2 separate regions of the Zea mays genome follow, and region 2 is linked to region 1. A link is a contact called in public Hi-C data. All regions are on one chromosome and are shown on one strand. The core of a region is the stretch at or near the end of the contact, and the rest is flanking DNA. Distances in the headings are between cores, read along the strand shown. Region 1 holds the start of LOC100285558. Region 2 holds the start of LOC541815 (non-symbiotic hemoglobin).

Region 1 (7,501 bases), core at 3,224-5,723:
CGGTAATATGCGGGCACAGTGGCAGGGAAGAACATCTGTCTCACGCCTTCAGCTTTGATGATCGGGAGGATGATGCCGCATGCACCCTGCAGTGAGAAATCTTCAGTCGGATGAGGTAAATAAAAGAGTAGCTCTCTATATGGCCTATGCGACTAGTAAATAGACCACGAGACCGACTAGTTGATACCACTTTACACTAGGGCTGGTGTATTCTGAATACATCGTACTACTAGCTAGGAAAGTGTATATGCAGCATATCTAAAAGAGCTGGCCAAATTGTTTATACACGCATGAAACCGTTGCCAGTTTCAGAGTGCTCTGCAGGACTGCAGCTATCTCTTAAGTCATTCCGCGGAGCCTGGACATTAATATTAAAGCGCCTCTGTAATAAAGATAAAAACTATGGTTGTCTATGCCCTGTCGCTCAGGCATGCATAATAAAGAACAGTGTGGAGTTGACGAAGAAACAGAAGATTCAGGGACTTACAGAAATCAGCCTGGCTCCAATCCACATCCGTTTAGGCGAAGGAAGAGGGAGCATCAAGCGACCAACACCGTAGATAGCGACAGCGAAGAAGTGTGCAACTAAACTCAGTGGCCGAGGATTAAGACCCGAGAGTAAGGCAATAGGCCCATTCGAGAAGACGCCTCCGAGGCTCAAGTAATCAAAACAGGCCTGGCGCATCTCGTTCCTAGCTTGATCAGGCGAGGCGCTGAAGACCTTGTACAGAGCACCGGCCAACGTGTTTATGGTGGAGGCAACCGGCTGAAAACATAACGGGTGTTAAAAAAGGAACAGATCACACATTGTGGGGGATAAGCCACGTGTAATGGTGGTTGTATACAAAGGCTGACCTTCCGCAGCGTATAGAACGATTCGAGGTACTTGCACAGGGAAGATGCGTCGTGGAGATTGCGGAGAGGCTTGAGAAGATTACGTAGGACAACGATGTCGGATAATGCAACAGTCATTCCTCCACCAGTTAAAGGGTGTCTCATATTGAAGGCATCCCCCATCAGAAGTGCGCCAGGGGTAGGAAGTGGAGCCGCTGGCATGCTCCTGTTTGGCATTGTTCTTATGCTTCCCTTATCAATGGCCGCTATGAAAGAGTCATAGATTTCTGGAGGAATCTAACAAAATAAAATTATCCATTATGACATTCATGTTGCAAAAAAAAGTTGTCAGGAGAAACTGCAATAAGAAAAAGGATCACTGCTATTTTTTAAAAAAGGAAGAACTACCTGGGGTGCAACGACGGTTTTGAGATAATTTGCCATTTCACCGCTAGCTATGGAAGGCACCTTCTGACCTGGGACATCAACCAAACAGCGCACCTCTGTGCTGCTAATTGGGTAAAATAGTATTGGCGAAGGATTGGCCAAGATAACATGGCCATGGTTTGGATGTGGAAGTTGGCAATTCTCCAATACCAGCCCAATAAAACATGATGGAACATCAACCTAAGCACATATCTCCATTAACATCCACAAGGCACAAAATTTAGCAATAAGTATATTGCAGGTATAGTGTAAAGGGTGTGTACTTTTGGAGAGCAAAGGGCACGCCGTAGATTTGAAAAGCAGCCATCACATACAATCGTCAAGGGCGCATAAGCTTTTAGTTCTTCACCTGACTTGGTTTTGTATTGAACACCTTTAACAGTACCATTTTCTTCGAGAAGTGATGTAACAGTTCCTTGTTCTAATTGAACACTGGATGAACACAACAGAGCGTCAAAATTAACACATGTTACATGCAGATGTGGTTGCACAAATAATTCGATATGTGCAAAGCTTAGACATGTCAAATCGAGAATTGAAAAGGGGAAAAAACATGAGAACTATAACACACTAAACAAAGAGCACTAATCAAGAACTTTTAACAAATTATAGGTGTCAATGCAGTAAAGTAACTTACAATACCATTCTTACAGTTAACCTTAGCAAAAGAACGAAACAATCAAACACAAGAGTACAGTACAAAAAAATAAGCAAGAATATAGCAAAGTAAGAAAAATCCATAATAATTACTGATATTACTTGGGCAAAGACGCAGCTTTCTGACGCATCCTCTGTATAAACCTCCCATTGTGAAAGCTCCTACCAGCAACATCAGAATGGAACTTCTCTAAGGGATAAGCAAGCTTTGTGTTTCTTCCATCTTTGAATAATGCGTAACCAAGCACACGTTGGGCATCAATTTCTTCCACACAATCTGAATTGAACGAAAACTGGTATAATAACTTTAGAAATGGCACGAAAATAGAATAATATAACTAAAATTGGGATTTACCTTGGAGGCCTAACTCAATTAATTTCAAGTAACCTCCAGGTTGCAACAGCTCGCCCACAATTCTGTCAGGTTCTGTCAGATCCCTCTCGATGACATGCACCCGGCGGCCATCCTACATTCCCAACAAACAAAGTAGATTAAAATAAATAGAGGAGATGAAACAATATAATACAATAGAGAGAATCCACATGAAACTAACTCGGTTCTTACTCCAATAAATGCAAATATGCATTGGAAAAAAATAAATCATTTAGCATGCCTTCAAGCCTAATTGGATTACTATTGAAGTTTGGATAGTACTAGTATACTCTCCTATAGACAGCTGGGTATACAAGATAAAAGGTTGTTTAACATGGTCTCAAACATATGTAGCCAGCTAAAACAATTTCTGTCCAGGGCTTTCTTGCTCATAAGTCATAACTTGACAAAAGGATTAGTGTATAAAAAAATCCCATGGAAGGAATATTTCATATGGGTAAGGATATTTATTGGTTGCTTTGTATCATACATATAACCATTTCTGATGTGAATATTATCTGCAAACAAATGGAAAATAGTCAATTCAAGTAACAGGACAAGGCCACATTTTCGTTTTGATGTTACATCGCTCTCAGAGTAGCTTGGAGTCATGTGCAGTTAATTTGGTCAGCAGAATTGATTGGAGAATTCTCTTTTCTTTGACCTAAACTAGTTTGTCAATTCATTAATGTTGAGAAAGGGCACATCAGTACAGTGTTGAATCAACTGCCATGTACGTTCATAAAAAAATTAGTAAGGTCCTCCAGCAACATTTTCTTCAAGGTAAACTTACAATTTCAACATAGCACTTTGAAAAATATTAAGCATGCCTAGTCATTTTACTATACAGAATTGTTCTTAGTGTCCGCGATCAAGAGAACTGATGTTTGAGGCTTAAACGTATAATCTTCCTTGGCTGTTGCTTTATCCCTCCTCGCCCCTCTGTCTTTCATTCTCCATCCAAAAAGGCTGTGGCTAAGAATTGACTAGTTCATTACAGGGTGTTCAGGTATTGCAAAATGATTTAGGCCCTGTTTGGAAGCAACCTAGTTTTTTAGAATCCAATTTTTATCTTAGTTTTTTAGAAACTGTTTTATGAAGGAAAAATACTGGTTTATGGTGTTTGGAACCACCTCAATTTTCATAAACTGGTTTTAGCTAGGGAAGGCTAGCTTCTTGTTTTTAAAGAAACTAAGAATCCAGTTTCTACAAACTAGGATATAAATTAATGTTTGGAACTACATCAGTTTTTATGAATAAGTTTCTTATAAACTGGGTACTTCCAAACAGACCCTTAATTGGAGAAGGGAAAATTCTCCATTATCAGTTGGACGACAACAAAATTTGGCAGCGCCTAACTGCCATAAGCCACACAAACTCCATGTCCAAAAAAGGAACAGTGACACCGACAGAAACCTCACTTTCCACAGACACAGCAAACATGCAAAATTCACCAACGTAGTTGCAACAAAACCACAATATCTTCTGTTTCTGAATCTACCTCTGAGACATATGAACAACCGTGATCAGAACCGTCAGAAAGAAAATTGGATGTCTTTAATAATAAAATAATAACTAAGTAAAAGCATGCAAAAACAGGACCTAAGTTGTTCTTGGGTCTGCAAGCAATTCATGCCAAAAAAAAAAGTTCTTCACGCCCAGCTAGCAGTACGCAATTTAAAATACGATACTGCCGATTTTTTTTCAATATAAAAACTCTCAACTTTTAGTCATCTAGTGGAACCATGCCAAAAAAGATGAGACAAGGGAAACCACCTTTCCGAGCGTGTACGCCAGCGCAGATCCAGCCACTCCGGCGCCGACGATGATGACGTCCGTCCCGACGTCGGGACCCGCGCCGTCACCGACCGCGCAGCCTGCCTCCGGCGCGGGTTTCCCTTCCACCGGAGGCGCCTGGGCCCGGGCCCGGGCCCGGCGGCGGCGCCCCAGCACGGCCGCAACAAGGACCGCCACGATGAGCGTGGCCGTGGCAGCGCCAATGAGGTGGAGCCCGACGCCGCCAGCGGCGGCCATAGCAGCCATGCTGCAATGAGGCCGCCTCGTGTCGCTCCCTGGGACCTTGCGGTGCGCGGCGCGTTTGCGGCCTTGCGTGTGGGGGCTTCTTCAGGGTTGCGAGGGGGGCAGGGAGGGAGAGGAGAGCGGTTTGATGCGTCTGGGGCGAGGCGTAGGCGGGGCAGAGAGAGAGGAACGATGGGACGAGGCGTCTCTTCGAGATTCTTCCGCGTTTTATATGGGAGGAGAGCTGGAGAGGAGGAGGTTGAGGCCGCTCCGCTCGCCGCCAAGTCTGCATCGCTGGCCGGCGGGCTTGGCTTAGCTGGATTTTTCTGAATTCCTACAAATTTGTATGCAGGCTTCATTTTCTGCTTACGAGCAACGTGGCCGTATGCTGCACGGGAAGTACGCTTTATTGGACCGTCACATAAATAATTTGAGACTCAGAGATTTTTTTCTAATAATTTGTAATATGTTGTAGTACACTTTGCAATCGAACTCTACACCAATGGTTGACACGTCTTAAAGTCGGACTTCGTACCGCATTTCTATATAATAATAAAGAATACTGTCCGGTTGCCACATTTCTTCTATACAATGCTGGATGGGTCCAGAGATCTGGAGTGAAGTGATATTTGGAAATTAAAAATTCGGAGCCCCAGTTGTGTACGTGACAGTACAACCAACCATACGTACGTTTCGTCTATTAAAGATCCAAAAGTCTATCCTGTCCCTTCTATTGTATATCCCCTACCTGCACCGCCAGCGACGATCACTGGTCAACATTTCGTCACACGAGTAGAAAAGAAGCGGCCGCGTGGTGGGGCCGCGCCATCACGTGCACTGCAGCCGCATCATCGACGCACTCACTCGATCCGTCCAAAAACGATTTTCGTTTTTTTTTGTTAGAACACAATTGTCATATTTGTTAAGAGTAATAGTCGAGATCTGTAAAAATTGAGTAACAGTTAGTTAAATTTATATCTAAATGCGGGAATGCAATTTGGATTGATATATTAGTTTTTTTACTAGATGTATGCCTGTACTTACTTGGGGTCACGAATTATTGTTCACATGTTTTGACGGAGGTTTTGTTTACTTTTTTTATAAAAAACTAATAAACTGTTTTGCATCGAAACAATAACTGTTCCTGAACCATTCCAGTCTTGCATATTTCTTTCTTTAGTTACTATTTATCAACTAAAAGTCATATTCCGCTTCTATTTCTCTTTTTGCACGTACGTCACGCGCAGTCCTCCTCGTACGTCAGGCCAAGGCCAACATGCATGCGAAGGATTGTCGTGATGACGTCGGTGTTTGTCTCCACCAGCATCGTCCACAGGAACGGCCCGGCGACGATCGAGCAGCGCGCTGTCGTCGGCTCTGTCCGCCGCGGCTGCATCAGCTCGGCGAAGGCCGACCAGCACCGCCCACCACCGTGGAACTACGCGCTCACAGGGTCCCGCAGCGGCAACGACTAACCGGGTATGGACCACCAAGCCATGAAGCTTGTCTGTCTGTGTCCGAGCAACGGCTCTGTCCGACGCTCTCGCCGGATGCACCATCTCAAGACGCACGAACAGCGGCGCCGACGTGGACAATTTGACACCACGCGCACGAGCTCGATTGTATATACATGCTTATATTTCCTTTGTTTATACTTTTTTCGCACACGTGCTCTTTATATCATCTTTCGTAGATTAAGCGAGAAAAAAATGTCAAGTAAAATACAACCTTACGATAAGTGGCGAAGCTAGAATAAAATTAAGGAAAGTGCAATTAGTCTAGTGGATGCATACTAATTTTTTCTAAGGTGTATATATGGTGAAACTTTAGCTGTATCCATAGAGTTTGCATTTTTGAGGGGGTGCATTTGCATCCGCTAGGTACAATCTAGTTGCGCCCATGCGTATGAGTACAAGCTTTCCTCGTTTTATCTCACACACGTCTTTGATCCTAGACTTTACACGAACGCATGACATGACGGTATCCTCAAACAACATATGTCTGTTCGTTGTGGCTTATTTTATTTCGAAACAATTTCTACTTTTCTACTGTATTTTTGTGTCTATAAAGTGTAGTTATAGCAGTCGAATAGCTAATTTTAAACCACAGCGAACTTAACCTGCCCACGCCCCCACCTACATTAGATAACCGCAGGTCTCAATCCGATAGCTTCCTGACCGAATTCACGACAAAGCTGACCACGAAAACCATCGCACCCTGCCAGTCAGGCGGTCACTCTCATATCTCATCATCATTGGCCATCGCCTCCTCCTCGCCCGTCTCCACACCTCTGCGATGAGGTCGTCACGGCGAACGATGCCGTCGTCCATGCTTCTGTGACCGACATGGTGCACAATATAGAAGGGAAAGGGATATTGGTTTTCCCACGAGCAATATATACAACGGTAATACTTTGAAATTACTACTATCATAAATATATGACACCATTGATTTTTTTAGAAAACTTTAATCACTAGTTCTATTAAAAAATAATGAGTTATCATTTTGTTTGTGATTTGTTTTATCATTTAAGGTACTTTGTGTTGTACTTAAAATTTTATATTGTCGAATAAATATTTTGAATAAGACGGGTGATCGTTATATATTTGTCAAATATATTTGTGAACGTCCGCTCATAGCAGTAGCCGGTAGACAGTAGTTGATAGTGGGGCAGCTGCACAGTTGTACCGCGCTTTCCACGTCTTTTGCCCCTCTTGTTCGGTGGACATCACGTGGAAAAAAGCGAACCGGACGAGCGAACAAGTACTCCAGGCCAATAAGCGCGAGGACCGTGAGCCCGGCACGAAGCACGCTATTTGGATCCTGTCCGAGTTCGGTATGGTCCGGTTTTATGCGGGTCTGGGCTGGCCTGGCACGAATAAGCGGGCCGGGCTCGGACAGAAAACTAGACACGGTGAGCTAGCCCGGCACGACCCGTTTAACTCTAAGTCCGTTACATCTGTTTTTTTTTACACTAAAACGTGCTTACCGGCACGCATAGCCCGCTTTTTTCGTGCTAAACAGGCCGGGCCCGCTGCAGGCTGGGCTCGGATAGAAAATTGAGCCCACGTGGTTAGACGGTGAAGCCTGATTTTCTAACCGTGTCTGGTGGGTCGGGCCCACCGGACCGGGCCGGACGGCCCGTTTAGCCATCTCTATACTCCACTCTCC
Region 2 (7,322 bases), core at 4,679-7,178, 530 kb after region 1:
GCGGATGTTTCACTCACCTGTGACGTGAGGCGGCACGGCAGGTAGAGGTAGACGCTGCGTCTCCCTTTCTAGCCTCTACCTGTACCCATATACCATCTGCTCGATCTCCCGTCAGTTCTTTATCCTCCAACGCTGGCGACAGATTTCAGCGTTCTTTCGCAATATCGCAATGGCGACGGCCTGCTTGAGCTCCGTCTCAGCTCAGCTCCCGGCGGAGAAGCTGTAGACCTGTAGCCCCCGCCCCCCTGCTAACCAGCCATGTCTCGCAACCGCTCCAAGAGGTGGCTCCTCCCTGTTTCTGCCGTGTTCAGTCTGACGAACCTTAATTAACTTCACTGTGCTTGCAAAACCTTGTTTGGAGCGTTGCCGCTGTCTCGCGTCACAGGAATTAGTCTTAGCCAAGAAAGACGGGGTTCTTGTGTTTTAGAAGCGGTTCCAGGCTAACGCCCTTGGGGATTTTGCACTGCAAGCGATTGCGATTCTATCGGAGCGCTCATCAGGATGGATAGCGCCGCGGACTCGTCTTCACCGAGGTGCCACCACGGTCAGTATCGACAGGTAACTCCGCGTCTGCGGTTGCTGAAAATGCGAGACCGCCACTTGCTTCTTCAGTTTCTTGAAAATATCTGGTACATATCCTGATCAGATTTTTTTTTTTTTTGTTATGCTGCTGGGCTCTTGTACAATATCTGTTGAACGGAAGGATGCCGGAGAACTCGAGGACCAGACTAGCACCAGCAAGATGCCGTCCAGTGCTTCTGAGCTTCCATGCTCCTTGAAGCGTGAGGTGAAATCAGATACCAGATCCTCACTTAGCCATAGGTTATTGTTCATTCCAGACCTGTCTGAGCTAGTTGTTTCAGAGGTGGTTACCATCTATTTACTTTGTCGTGTTTTCTTCCCTAAATGCCATGTGTCCGTATAAGAATGTCAATATAGTTTGTGATACCTCTTGGGTGCTCTCAAGGATGGTAAAAGAGCTCATACCTAGGCACCAGATATTGCTTACTCACTGCTGCATGCCTATCACAATCCCTCATGTTGCTGTAAACGCTGTTGAGTAAAACATTTGTTATTGCCCTCCAGTGCAATCCAATCAGGTGGGGGGAGTCTCGTCCCCCACCGTGACCTGTCAAAGAAAAAAAAGAGAAAGCCTCTATGATTAGCACAATTCACTCTTGTAATTTATGTGTGATGATTTTTCTACCTGTTTTTTTTTCATACTTACGCATGCTAGTTCTGCAGGTCCGAGTCCTTGAAAAGCGACTGGATGATCAATTCGTCATGCGCCGTGCTCTTGAGAAAGCACTAGGTTACAAGCCTTGTGCTGTTCATGCATCAAGTGTGAACTGCATTCCAGAGGTGAAAGTTCATATGGACGAGCTAAAAAAAATAGGGGGGGGGGGGGGGGGGGGGGGGGAGGGGGGGTACCATGATATTGTGGTGTTTCACTTCCTCATCATGATATGTTTTCTTCCGAAGACAAGAGTTTTCACTTAACACATAGCCTCTTTCTTTCTTTCTTCCATGCCATCTCAGCCGACTGAGGAGCTAATCAAGGAGATCGCAGTGCTCGAGCTAGAGGTCATATGCTTGGAGAAACATCTCCTGACACTATACCGAAAGGCATTTGAGCAACAATTGTCCCCTGTGAACTCTGCTTGTGACGCGGAAAATAACAAGCAGCCAGCAAGGTCTTTTTCAGGCATACTATCTGAAGCTTCAGTGCTCAGTTTCTCGACCCCAAGGAAGCATCAGCCAGTCCAGTCCAGTCGAATGGTCCTGGCACGCAAGTCCACGCCTACAGCTTCTACAAGCGAGGCTAGCAGTGAAAAGATCAACATCGGACGCAGCCATTCCTCGCTCCTGCACCGTTCTGTCAGGGTGTCTCCATCCGCAAACAATCTTGCTAGAGCTCTGAAACCATGTCATACTTCACCTCTATCTTTTGTTGAGGTACAGAATGATATATCTGAAATCTCTTTGGTTCCAAAGTACTTCAATAGGTTTGCTGCAGGGCTGAGTTAGTGGTACATTCTGTCTTGAACTATAAGGGATTATTATAGCTACTATGCACCTGGACAGAGCCGTAGTCCCTTATATTTTATAGGATGAAGGCAGTACATGTTGTATGGTAGTAGCAAATTTGACGTGCTGAAATCCATCCTAACATAATCTGGGCCGATATGAGCAGGAAGGGAAGTGCATGGAGCCTGGAGTTGTGAGCTTGGCGGACATCTTGGGGACCAGGGTTGCGGACCATGTTCCTCAAACGCCCAACAAGATATCCGAGGACATGATCAGATGCATCGCGGCCATATACATAAGGCTGAGAGACGTCCCTTCCGCCGCCGCGCAGCATGCCTTCTTCCCCTCACCGTGCTCGTCCTTCTCTTCAGCAAGCGGACTGTCTTCCAAATACACTGCAGATGTATGGAGTTGGAGCCCCAGGTGCAGGAGAGAGAGCTTCACTGAGGCGTGGCAGGTGCAGGACAACGAGCTAGGCCTAGGCGGTGGTGAAGCAAGGGACTCGGGGCTGCAGTACGATTCTGTGATAGAGGTGTCTGCTCTTTGCAAGGGCGATCAGAGGTCCGCTGACGTTAAGGACATGCTGCGCAAGTATATGTGAGTATTTGCCATATCATTTTTTTTCTCAGGGGTCAGTGAGTACAAGTATTTGCTGACTAGCTGCAGGTTCCACTCTGTAGGTCACTTGTACAGCTTCTAGAAAGTGTCGACCTCGGTGGAATGAAAAACGAGGAGAAGCTTGCTTTCTGGATCAACGTGCATAACGCGATGATGATGCATGTAAAACTGTTTTCTTGCCCTGAGGTGAACATTGAGGCCGAGATGGAGTTCGCTCTGAACATTTCTTCTTCCTCTTCTTTTTTTCAGGCCCATATAGAGTACGGGATCCCACAGAGCAACAGCAAAAGGATACTGCTTACCAAGGTGGAAAGACCTCGTCGAATTATATATAAATCTCAAGCTGGCTTGAGCTTATTGAGTCTGACGACATGTTTTGGGGCCGCAGGTATCCTACATCGTTAGTGGCCAGAGAGTAAACGCGGAGCTGATAGAGTACCAGATCCTGTGCTGCCGAGCACACTCTTCTGGACAGGTCTGTTCCTTCCGCCTTCTGCCTCCCTCTCCCTCCTGTATGATGTTTATCCTAACACCCGGTCAGTCGATTCATGCTGTGATTTCTTCTGAATGAACCATACAGTGGCTTCGGCTGCTGCTCCACCCGAAATGGAAGTCCGGCAGGGACAGGGACGAGGAGCTGCAAGGCTTCGCCGTGGATCGGCCCGAGCCTCTGGTGCACTTCGCACTGTCCTCCGGTAGCTACTCGGATCCAGTGGTAGGTAGCACGTAGGCAGGCTTCATCAAACGCACACCCAGTAGTACGGCCGGTACCCACCAAATTCCAACGAGACGCGCACATACATCACGTACGGCACGAAAACTCCGATGCATTCATCTCCTTCAATCCAACTGTACCCTTCCAGGTGCGGCTCTACAGCCCCAAGAGCCTGTTCCAGCAGCTGGAGGCGGCGAAGGAGGAGCACATCCGCGCCAACGTCGCCGTCGGCGTGCGCGGGCGGGGGCAGCGCAAGATCATCCTCCCCAGGGCCCTGGAGCTGTACGCGAGGGACGCCGGGCTGGGTGCGCAGGAGGTGGTGGCCGCGGTCGCGTGCCACCTGCCCGACGGCCTCCGGGACGCCGTGCGCCGGAGCCCGCCGGCCGGGCGGGCGCGCGGCGGCGTGGAGTGGAAGCCCCACAACCTGGCGTTCCGGTACCTGCTGGCCAAGGAGCTGGTCGGCGGGTCGCCCGCGTGCGGGCGGCAGCAACTTAAGAAATGCGGCCCCCCGATCGGTGCGCCGCTGCGTGCTGATCGGTGATCCGTCAGCAGATCGCCGTGGGTCCGTGGCCGTGCCGAGCCGAGCCCGAGGTGCGGTGCGGGGGTATCAGGGTCTGTATGTACAGAGGGAGATGGACAGGAAGATGATCTGAATAGTGTGCGCTCTGCTGTAGCTAGTTTGGATCATTCTGATTGGATGGGATTGAAATGAATATGAGTGTATCCTAACTTGCCCTCAATCCCATGAAAAATAAGTGTATCCAAATTAGCCTTCAAGTGTGAATAGTGCCACATGAATTCTTACCTTAGGACTTGTTTAGGAGCTGTTTAGGAGCTAGAGGAATGAAGAGAATTAAAAAGGCTAAAATCATTTTGATATTTAATTTTAAATAAAGAGAGGATTTTAATCTCTCTAATCCTTTCTATTCCTCTTGCCCGTAAACATGCCTTACTTGCCACTTGGAACGCAATAAATCCGAAAGAAGCTTTAGAGAACCTCTAAAATTAATAGTTAGCTCTAAAATTAATAGTTAGCTATTAAACAATAGTTGTTAGGTTCCAAACATCATCAGTTAATACCGTAGCTAATTGTTAGCTATTTTATAACTAACAATTAATTTATTAGCTGGCTTAATCTAGCTAGCTCTAGGTCTAGGGTTCCAACCAAGTATCTTAGGTAGTGTTTGGTTGAAGAGTCAAGTAGAATGGAACCGTTCTGTTTCAGTTTTGTTGCTGTTTGGTTACAAAGTAACTAGAACAGAATGACTCCAATTAGGGAATATTTTCCTCAGATCCGGAACCATTCCGCTCCAAAAAATCAACCGGACGGAGCCGCTCCGTTCCCATCTCGCTCTCACAGTCACGCTCCGTTCCGTTCACTCTGCAACCAAACAAAAAACAGAGTCGCTCCGTTCCAGATTACCAAACACAGAACAGAGTGGCTCCGTTTCATAGAATCAGGAATGGAACGACTCCGTTCTACTTGACTCCTCAACTAAATACTACCTTACATAGCAGTTCGCACAAACCAGGGGCGTGTTCGACTGGCTACAAGCCGACACTGTTGCAGCTGTTTGGACTGCTGCAGCTGCAATCCATAGAGAGAAAAATACTGTAGAAGCCGCAGCCGGATTGCAGCCGCAGCAAGCCGCAGCGAACAAGCTGCAACTCGTTTCCGTTGGAGGAATCAGGAACGTTTCCACGTTCCATTAAATTCCAGGGCCTGGTTTCCACGTTTCCGCTGTACAAGATACCGTCCAGACCTGACCAGCTGGAAACTGGCCCAGGAGCAGGAAAAAAAAGGCCCGGACACTTTGCCAGGCGTTGTCGGAACGTCCCGTCGATGTTCGGAAACGAGCACGACCCGTCGACTCCTGCTTCTTGGCGGAGAAGAAAGGGGACGACGAGCGAGCGTTTTGACTTTGATTTCCTCGCTAAAACCGGCCGCTGTTTTTGCTTTCCGCGCGAGCCGCCCACGTTATTGACTGACGCTGGTGCGAGAGCGCTGCTGCCTCTGCGGTTGCCGTCTGCGCTCCAGTGGTAGCCGAGAATATTGTTAGGTCCGTAGGATCAGATTTGCTACGTACTAAAAAAATTCCTTAAACTTTAATTGTGTATTTTTTTTAAAAAAAATTATAGCATTTATCAGCAACAAAACTCTAAAAACATGTTTAGTTCGCTGCTTAATTTATCACATATTGTCTAAATTTTATATATAAATTATTTAATTCGAACGACTAACCAGAACCCAGACCTACAATAAATTTGCCCCCGCTGCTGCGCTCCCCAGCTCCCCAAGTCCCTAACCCGCCCTCGCTTTGTCGCCGCGGCACACGGTTTTGGCCGTGGACAGGACAGTTGCACCCTAGCCCCATTGGCCGATTCCGAGCTAGGAAGGAGTATATGCGTATCGGTAGTAACCGAGGAGCAACGCAACATGTCCACAGCCCGCGCGCTGGTAACGGGTCCATGCGTCTTGGCTCATCAGGTGCCCCAAGGGACGCCCTCGCCCGGTCTGACCCACCTATATAAACTTAAAACTTGTGCCCCAACATCATCAGTTCGTATCACACCCAACCTCCCACTGTAAAAAAGAGCAGCGGAACGTGCGTGCATCCATCCATCCATCCATTTCCAATCCCAATCCCAATCCCACCAGTGTCCAGTGCTCGGGGAACCGACACAGCTCCTCAGCAGAGTAGCCAGCACGACAAGCCCGATCAGCAGACAGCAGGCATGGCACTCGCGGAGGCCGACGACGGCGCGGTGGTCTTCGGCGAGGAGCAGGAGGCGCTGGTGCTCAAGTCGTGGGCCGTCATGAAGAAGGACGCCGCCAACCTGGGCCTCCGCTTCTTTCTCAAGTACGTACGTTTCCGTGCCGCTGGCTGGTGCTGGTGCTGGTGCTGGTGCTGGTGCCTGCGTTTGGGTTGCACCGGCGGCCATCGCAATTCGCACCTAGCTAGCTGCTCCTTGTCTAACGGGGGCGCCGCCCGCCGTCCGCTCCTGCCGCAGGGTCTTCGAGATCGCGCCGTCGGCGAAGCAGATGTTCTCGTTCCTGCGCGACTCCGACGTGCCGCTGGAGAAGAACCCCAAGCTCAAGACGCACGCCATGTCCGTCTTCGTCATGGTACGTACGTTCTCATGCTAGCTCCCACGCTAGCTAGCATCGATCGATCGATCGAGATGTGATGATCGAGCGGCAAAAAGGACTGACTGACAGGACTGTGTGTCTCTCGCTGTCATTGTCAATGCTGCTGCAGACCTGCGAGGCGGCGGCGCAGCTTCGCAAGGCCGGGAAGGTCACCGTGAGGGAGACCACGCTCAAGAGGCTGGGCGCCACGCACTTGAGGTACGGCGTCGCAGATGGACACTTCGAGGCAAGTCAAAACCGCCCGCCCAACATGTCAATTCACCTCTATTCCTGACTCTGGCTTGGAAAGGCAGCAAGAACGAAAGCATTGAGATTGAAACACGCGCTTGAATACATACAGGTGACGGGGTTCGCGCTGCTTGAGACGATCAAGGAGGCGCTCCCCGCTGACATGTGGAGCCTCGAGATGAAGAAAGCCTGGGCCGAGGCCTACAGCCAGCTGGTGGCGGCCATCAAGCGGGAGATGAAGCCCGATGCCTAGTAGTGGCGATTGCGACCAGTGTTTAACCCATGACGCAGCGCCGTCACAGATGTCCCGTGTGGTCTTGCGCTTTAGCAATTTCTCTCTGGAGGGAGCGTGTATTGTTATCTTGTGATCGAGAGCCTGTGTGCTGCCTTTGCTTCTTGTGATTATATAGCTACTGAATAAAGATGTAGCGTTCTTCAGCCTGTTACATCGAATTCAAAAAGATTCTATTTCGTTACTAGAACAAATGCTTCGTTAAAATTATTCCCACTTTTCGAGCTTTTATGAAAGGGAAAACAAAATAATGAAAGGTTATGTAGCGATATTCTCAAAAGTTGGAAGTA

What was found. A called contact is a pair of places that touch in the nucleus more often than the background predicts.
Region 2: a Hi-C map of endosperm shows a contact between it and region 1, with 2.0 times the contacts expected there. The contact joins the promoter of LOC541815 here to the promoter of LOC100285558 in region 1. A contact is called at or near these places in 2 of 25 Hi-C or Micro-C datasets (endosperm and tassel).

The regions. Positions count from the first base shown.
Region 1 is chr9:151,019,067-151,026,567 of Zm-B73-REFERENCE-NAM-5.0, forward strand. LOC100285558 reads right to left here and starts at 4,474. Exons shown (of 8, transcript NM_001372303.1): 1 at 4,088-4,474; 2 at 2,294-2,405; 3 at 2,041-2,215; 4 at 1,545-1,713; 5 at 1,243-1,461; 6 at 856-1,131; 7 at 488-766; 8 at 1-86. The coding sequence starts at 4,354.
Region 2 is chr9:151,549,174-151,556,495 of Zm-B73-REFERENCE-NAM-5.0, forward strand. It overlaps LOC541815 (non-symbiotic hemoglobin), which reads left to right and starts at 5,929. Exons shown (of 4, transcript NM_001111496.2): 1 at 5,929-6,222; 2 at 6,374-6,488; 3 at 6,622-6,738; 4 at 6,853-7,178. The coding sequence starts at 6,098. The coding sequence ends at 6,993. LOC100383877 (Electron transporter) reads left to right here. Exons shown (of 11, transcript NM_001346589.1): 1 at 1-47; 2 at 471-558; 3 at 704-787; 4 at 1,246-1,362; 5 at 1,540-1,956; 6 at 2,195-2,625; 7 at 2,709-2,808; 8 at 2,896-2,952; 9 at 3,035-3,121; 10 at 3,227-3,361; 11 at 3,510-3,991. The coding sequence starts at 502. The coding sequence ends at 3,902.